Linked DNA regions of Sus scrofa: region 2 is linked to region 1. A link is a contact called in public HiChIP or PLAC-seq data. All regions are on one chromosome and are shown on one strand. The core of a region is the stretch at or near the end of the contact, and the rest is flanking DNA. Distances in the headings are between cores, read along the strand shown.

What was found. HiChIP or PLAC-seq counts read pairs in DNA pulled down with a chosen protein or histone mark.
Region 2: an H3K27ac HiChIP or PLAC-seq map of skeletal muscle shows a contact between it and region 1. The contact joins the enhancer-like site here to the promoter of LIN7C in region 1. A contact is called at or near these places in 9 of 47 Hi-C or Micro-C datasets (adipose tissue, alveolar macrophages, fetal skeletal muscle and 4 more) and 1 of 2 datasets of contacts at active chromatin or transcription factors (skeletal muscle).

The regions. Positions count from the first base shown.
Region 1 is chr2:32,842,612-32,846,665 of Sscrofa11.1, reverse strand. LIN7C (protein lin-7 homolog C) reads right to left here and starts at 1,738. Exons shown (of 5, transcript XM_003122904.4): 1 at 1,407-1,738. The coding sequence starts at 1,443.
Region 2 is chr2:33,151,480-33,155,486 of Sscrofa11.1, reverse strand. All of the region lies in intron 2 of LOC102165168 (a long non-coding RNA gene), which reads right to left. Among named protein-coding and RNA genes, the nearest start is that of BBOX1, 140 kb to the left of the region's middle. Within about 2 kb of position 1,491, at least 34 of the 83 cell types and tissues checked have an H3K27ac peak or open chromatin away from gene starts, as enhancers often do. A contact at or near this core is called in adipose tissue, fetal skeletal muscle, mesenteric adipose tissue and 2 more, where this site is marked.

The sequences.
Region 1 (4,054 bases), core at 489-2,988:
CCAGAGGTGAAGTTTCACATTTTGTACTGCACTTAAAAACACAAAAGACCGCCAACATGTTAGAAGCCTACAACTGGCTTTCAAAGAAAAACACCTACTCCTGCTAACACCAAACAGATTTGTTCCCATCTACAAAGCACAGTGCCATTGTGCTCAGGAAGAAGATGTCATAGTTTCCCCCTAACTTAGCAAGTCTTCCCAGAGTAGCTACTCCTCTGTCAAAGATGATACTTTAATTAAAGGTCTGGTAGGCTGGAGGAAAACAACATCACTTGTAAAGTAACTTACAAGTAGTGAACACCATAAGGAATAAACAATGTCTAGTGTGCATTTGTTTCTGTAAAGGCACAAGGAAAGAGTTCACCAACTACAATAATTCTAAAAATGCATTCTCTCCTTAGAGCGGAAGTTACTTAACACTCAGACAGTAAATGCAAAAGTTAATATCTGCAAGATATTTTCAATCTCCATCCTATACTTTATCACTAGTACTCCATATGTGTACTTCATACTTTTTGACTCTTACGACTCCTAATACTAGCATGTCAAAAGTATGCATGAAGTTATTTGAAAAAAAGGACTTGGGAGGAAAGAGGGGAATGCTGAAAATCTTCAACAGGCCTCTTCTAGGCTCATAGCTATGTACTTTAACTGGCTTTTCGATTTCCAGTCATTCAGCAGAAAGGTTTTATTTTCCTTGACAGCCTGCTCTACAAAGCAAGCACCCAGCCAGTTAGCAATTGTAGGATTTGTAAAGAAGGAAAAAAACTACACTATTAAGTATTTTACAATCTACCACAATTCCAACTAGTTATGTAACCTTCTTCCCTGGACATTAGTAAGATTGTTTTTAAAGCACCTTCTCCGTACGGGGAGGGGGACCACAGCCAGAACACAACCCGATAGAAATACAAGTGGGGTTGTGGTCGAAGTAACGACAGCGTTCGTGCATAAATAAGGTGGGTTCTGTGGCAATGTACTGTGAAGCCGGGCTGTGTGAGTAAGGCGGGGACACTGGATTGTGCACAGGTCAATACGGGCAGTGAGTGTAGTCTGTACAACTGGGCGTGTGATGTTTGCTTAGCTAGACACGTCTCCGAACGCTGCGTCTGCCATACCCATCCAGAGAACGCGTGTGCAGAGTGTGTTTGCGAACGCAGACAGGTGGGGTCGAACAGTACTGTGCTTCGCGACTGTCCGTGTGAATAGAGGTGGGTCTGGGTATCAGTCAAGAGCAGCAAGCTCTCCCCCTGGGGCCAGGCGCAGCAACGTCGGCGGCCACCGGCGCCAGCGCGAAGAAAAGACTGATTCCAGATCTCAGAGCTTAGCTGCCCCCCACCCCCACGGCGGAAAGGCACTCCCCCACCTTCTCCGTCCACGACAGTCCCGGCCTAGTCCCCACTCACCCCTCTCCAGTCGCACAGGTTCCCCCAACGCCGCCATCTTCTCCCTTTGCCTGCAGACCCACAGGAAATGACGATAGAGGGGCTGCGGTGGAGGGGCGGGGCTTAGCAGGAGCCGGGAGCAACCGAGCCAGTATCGCGAGAGCGGGAGCAACCGAGCTGGGGCTCGCGGGGATCTTCCCGTGGGCTGAGCGGGCTCCAGAGGGTGGCCTTGGGCTGCATCTTCAGTGCTTGTCAGGTTCTCCAATCCCCCGGCCTCCTATAGTTGAAAAGAGTCTCCCTCCCAATTCTTTCCCCATTCTTAGCTATCCCACCCGTTTGCAACCCTTGGCTCCATGTGGTGGAGTCTGGATTCTTGTTACCCCTTGGTTCTGTGAGCCTGGACTGCTCACTTACCTTCTTTCGGCCTCAGTCTTCCCCTCTGTCGGACAAAGAGTCCGATCTCCGATTTCTTTAGATTCTAAGTGAGATTCGGTGACGTGTGTAAGTGAGATATTATAAATTCCGCATTTGTGGCTCCATTGCTTTAATTAATTTACCAATCCAAGGCATAGATCTTCCCTAGAAATCTGAGAATAAGGATAGAAAGTACGGAGTTCCCCGTCCTGGCGCAGCGGAAACGAATCCTACTAGGAACCATGAGATTTCGGGTTCCATCCCTGGCCTTGCTCGGTGGGTTAAGAATCCGGCATTGCTGTGAGCTGTGGGCTCAGATCTGCCATTGCTGTGGCTGTGGTGTAGGCCTGCAACTACAGCTCCAATTAGACCCCTAACCTGGGAACCTCCATATGCCCTGGGTGCGGCCCTAAAAAACACAAAAGGCAAAAAAAAAAAGGATGGAAAGTGCAAAAGTCATGAAACACTCTTGGGTGAGTGAGAAAACAAGACACTTGGGTGCATCTCAAAGTAGGAATTTTTAAAAGCTCATCAAAAACCTTATATAAATGAAATATTAGGAAGCAAATAATATTCTTAAAACACTCTAGATTCTTAGGACTACTTTTGAAAATTTCATGAGCCAAAACCAATTTTAGGCCTTAATTTGAGTGTGAAATATTAATTTGCCCAGCATTTCAATTCCACTAGTATTTATTCAAGCTCCAGTCTGCACTGCTAATCTGTGGGGTGCTCTTACAAAGGAGTGTTTAACACTTCATGACAAGATGGTTTTAACGACCTCTCTGTTGCCCCATACATCCTTTCCATTCAACTATAGTATTTTCTTCTCTTCCATCATGAATGCCACCATTAGACTCTTTTTTCCCCCTTGAACCCTGATTCCATCATCAAAGGTTACTGCTCAAAAACTTTCAATGGCTTCCCCCCCCCCAATTCCTATTCCTAAAGCCTTGCAAACTCTGATCCTAACTCATCTAACCTCATTTCTCATCCCTCAAATGGAATAACCACTCCAGTAGAGGTGGAATGTTTAAAACCATGCTTCTTCTTGCTTCCAAGTCTTCATTTATTTTGTACTTATGTAGAATGCCTTTCTTCATCGCTTCTAGTTTTCCATACTCTGTACATCCTCAAACTGAACCCATCCTCCAGGTCTGTGGAAGATATGCCACTTCCACTAAGTTTCCCTTTTGGCCATTCTGTTTCCCTTCTTTGGTCCTTAATGGCCCTTATGTCCTGCAAAAGCATTCATGTACTTTTCATCTCTTATTCATTGCTGTCATTTGTTGCTACAGATGTTCAAGAACTTTTGCTAAATATTTAAGGTCTATATCGGGCACCTTGCTAGACATTGAGAATATCATGTGGAGAAAGACAAATGCAGACATTGCCCTTGACTCTTCAAATATTTCTTCCTCAATTCTCCACCTCCTCTCCTTTGAAGACTCTGCTTACGCATATATTCCGCCACCTGACTGTCAACACTGATGCTCTGTTCATTTTGATTTTTCAAACTTCTGTCTCCTTTCTTCAATATCTAATATTCTCTTAATCCCATCTTCTTTTTTCATCTCAATACTGCTCATTTTCATCTCTAGCAGTTTGATTTAGAGGCATAAGAGAGTACACGTGTTTCTACATTTTCCACGTTCTTACTCAACAGGCTCAATCTTTCCTCTGGCTTCCTGAACATATAGAATAAAATTATAATGACAATTGCATTGTGTTATCTCTGACACTGCTTCTTTTGACTGATTTTTCTCTTCATTATGGCTCATCATTTCCTGTTTCTTACATGACAGGTAAGTAAATAAATAAATAAGGCCAAGCATTGTGAAATGTATTTTTGCGGTTGCTGGATATTTTTATATTCCTATAAATATTTTTGAGATTTACTTTGAAATGTAAAGAGGACTCTTGAAAATAATTTTCTTTTCTTTTTTTGGCTGCATCTGTGGCATATGGAAGTTCCTGGGCCAGGGATTGACTCTGAGCCACAGCTGTGACCTACACCACAGCTGCAGCAATGCAGGATCTTTAACCCACTGCACCAGGCCAGGGATCAAACCCACAATGCTGCAAATACAATGTCAGATCCTTAATGCACTGCTCTACAGTGGCATCTCCAAAAATAATTTTTGTTTTTAAGGCTTGATTTTAAGCTTTGTTAAATAGAACTAGTTCAGTATTTTGTGAAGGTCTAATTGTGTCCCATCTCTAAGGAAATATCCTTCTAAGATCTTTGACCTCAT
Region 2 (4,007 bases), core at 242-2,741, 310 kb before region 1:
ATGAGATCACTAATATGTAGACTCTAACAAAAAGTGATACAAAAGAACTTATAAAACAGAAACAGACTCAAAGAGTTTGAAACCACATTCATGGTTACCAACGGGGAAATATGGGGCAGGAGGGATAAATTAGGGGGGCTGGGATTGCCATATACATACTACTATATATGCAATAGATAGGTAACAAGGACCTACTGTATAGCACAGGGTTATCTACTCAATACTGTGTATAACCTATATGGGGAAACAATCTGAGAAAAAAGATATGTATAACTGATTTACTTTGCTGTATACTTGAAACTAACACAACTTTCTAAGTCAATTACACTCCAATAAAATTTATTTTAAAAAAAGGAGTTCCCAGAGTTCCCATCGTGGTGCAGTGGTTAACGAATCCAACTAGGAACCATGAGGTTGCAGGTTTGATCCCTGCCCTTGCTCAGTGGGTTAAGGATCCGGCATTGCCGTGAGCTGTGGTGTAGGTCAAAGATGCGGCTCAGACCCCGCGTTGCTGTGACTCTGGCATAGGCTGGCAGCTACATCTCCGATTAGACCCCTAGCCTGGGAACCTCCGTATGCCGCGGAGCGGCCCAAGAAATGGCAAAAAGACAAAAAAAAAAAAAAAAAAAAAAAGGAGTTCCCTTTGTGGCTCAGTGGGTTAAGAACCCAACTAGTATACATGAGCATTCGGGTTCCTGGTCTCACTCAGTGGGTTAAGGATTCAGAATTACCGCAAGCTGCAGCAGATGTCACAGATGCAGCTCAGATCCCACGTTGCTGTGGCTGTGGTGTCAGCCAGCAGCTGCAGCTCCAATTCAACTCCTAGTCTGGAAACTTCCATAAGCTGCAGGTGTGGCCCTAAAAAAAAAAAAAGAGAGAAATAAATAAAACAAATGGGCAATCAATAAATATTCATTAAACATGTATTAAGTGTGAGGAATTGTGCCCATAAAGGAGAATTTCATCCATTCATGAAAAATATCTCTGCACCTTCCTGCCTCCACTGGCCATACCTTCCCTCCATCCTCGCAAACAGACACACACATGTTGTCTCTGCCTCCGAGCCTCATGGCCCAAAGAAAAGAAACCCAAAGAGAGGGTGACCCTGTCCCCATGGCCAGCTGCAATCAGAGCCTGCCCTGGCAACTGGCCAGATGGAGCATGTTTCCTGGGCCCTGCCTAGTAAATATTCAGCTGCAGTCAAAGCCATGGTCCAGTGAGCAATTAGAGAAAGAGGCCCAGGTGCCCCTGGAGGAGCTGGTTTCTATTGACAGGAACACACGGAGGCTGCCTAGGACACAGCCCTCCTCCTCAGCCTTGACTTGATCACAGCCAACACGCCGACCACAAGCTTTCCTCCAGACGCTTGCAGCTGGCTGGAAAATGAGCATGATAGTAAACACATGTTGCCACGCCTGTGACCTGACAAATCAGATCACCTGCCTCAGACCCACACGAGGGCTTGACTGTGAAATCAAGTTCTCTGAAGGCACCATGGAGCTGTTGTTGTTTGTTGAGAGTCTCAGGTTACTCAGCAGGCCTCTCAGTCGAGGGGAACATAATATCTTTATTGTCCCCTGTTCCAAAGAAGCCAGTATCAGCCTTGTTCTTGTCAAGGAGCCCAATCACTCTCATTCGAAGGCTGTATTTACAAACGAAGCGGGATGGCTATAAAACTGATGACCTTGCTGCTTCTGGAATCTCATAAAAAGTTTCCAAGCTGCTCCTCTCCGGAGCAAATAAGGGCGTTGCAGTTGCTGGTCTCCTGGCAGGGCTCCAGCTATGGCTATTACATTCTTTCCTCGTCAACTTTCCTCGTCAACTTTCCAAATGCAGACTGGCTTGTACGTCAGGGTGCCTAGCTCTGAAGGTCAAACCCAGAGGTGGGGGCAACACAGAAAACAAGAAGGAGAAGGGAAAAAAGAGGCAACATTGATCGAGATGCTGTTATATGCCAGGCACTGTGCAAAGGGTTTTTCATCAATTTTCTCCTGCAGGCTTTGTAACTTTACTCATACTCTGGCACTCACTGGAACTTTAACCCATGTCCCATGTGTTGAAAATGTTTATGGCAGGTATTACTTTTTCTTTGGGGTCCTATGGATATTGTTTATTAAAATATATCTATTTTCCAATGACCTGAGCAATAGAAAAAGCCAGGTGATAGGATGAGGTCAATGAGAGGCAATGCTCAAGCGTGGGGATGGGGCTGCTGGGACTCTATTATTTTGCTGATAAAGACATATTTAGTGAGCATGTGTCTTGTTTTTTTTCTGTGCTTCCTTCTTTGCATGAGATGCAAAGCTTAAAGGAACAGCACCTGTTTTATGATCAAAAGAATAAACGATGGTAAAATTAGGAAGAAGGACATGGATGGCAAAGTCATGATGCTCCCTCAACTCCATCTCCCTGTGTCATGCTTCTTGTTACCAAGAAAAAAATAAGCCCCCTTCCTGGTGGTGGTGACAGACTTTAGAGTGGCCCTGGGGTTCCCGTCTACCCAACTTGAATGTGGGTGGGACCCATGACTTACTTCTAACCAATAGAATACAGCAAAGATGATGGGCATCTCGCCATGATTACATCAGGTTATATAAGGCTTCGCCTTGTTAACGGATGTGCTCTAGAGACGCTCCTTGCTGATTAATTAAGTTAACAGCCATATTGGAAAAGCTCAAGTGGCCAGGAACTACAGGAGGCTTCTAGGAACTGCAGGAAGCCTCTACAAACTGTGGGAGCTTCTAGGAACTATGAGTGACCTTTGGAGTAGCAAGAGGCCTTCAGAACTTAAGATGTCAGGGTCTTTAATCTAGGATTGAAGACTGTAAGAAAACATATTCTGCCAACAACCTGAGTGAGCCTGGACGTGGATTCTTCCCCCGCCAAGCTCCCAGATGAGAATGCAGCCCTGTTGATACCTTCATTGCAGCCTTATGAGACCGTGCGCAGAGGATCCAGCCAAGCCATGCCCAGACTCTTGAACCATAGAAACCGTGAGTTAAAAAATGCATGTTGTTTGGACCACTAGGTTTGTGGTACTTTGCTATGCAGCAATAAACCACTAATACGCTCCGTTACACTGCTCAGCTTTCTATTACAGGCAGCCAAATTGACATAGATACAAATTGATACATAGATGAGCATCTAGAGAAGTTCCCCCCCCACCCCCTTACAAAAGTATTGAGGAACAGAGTTGACTCAGAGAAGATAGAAGATCCGGGGTGACTGGCAGATGAATAAAAAGCTGGATCTTAGATTTTTCTCCATATCAAAGAACTGAGTACGCTCATTCAAAAGGCTTTCAGCTGCTGACTATTTAGGTGCTTCCTAAAATATCATAGGTAATTGAGGACTAGAAAAGAGAAACACTTACCCTTTGGGGTAAGTGTTTGACTAAACTAAAGGTAGGAGAGCAAACCGTATATTCCCTCTTTCTGCAGTTTTTAGTTTGGTTGGAAATACTTCTGTCATCTGAAAATAGCAGCGCCAGCTGGCCTCCCTGGAGCTCTTACTACATACAAAGTGCTGTGTCAAGCCCTTCACCTGGATTATCTCTTCCATGCTCACAGCCGTCCTGCAAACTAGGGATGATTATTATTAACACATGGCAGTTGAGAAAACTGAGATTCAGAGAGGTTAAGAGGCGGGTCAGTAGGCAATCTGGCTTCATACCTAAGGTATTTAAACTCTATGCTATTCATTTGGTTGTTAAAGAAGGAAAACAGAGAAACATAGTCATAAGAAGGGGGGGAACCTCTTTTCCATATTTCAGACACATGGGAAAACTACAAATATTTTTTTGATCTATTTCCTAACACAGAGATTGATTACATACCCAAGTGTATATCCTGCATCTTTCTTTTTTCAGCTAACATGCTCTAAGCCATTCCTTGTGTTATACAAACTCCTCCAGAGCACTGGCTGCCTTGTATACCATTATCTGGATGTGCCGTAATTTGCTAAGTCCTCCTCCTAACAGACGATTTGAGATGTTTTCCATTTAGGAC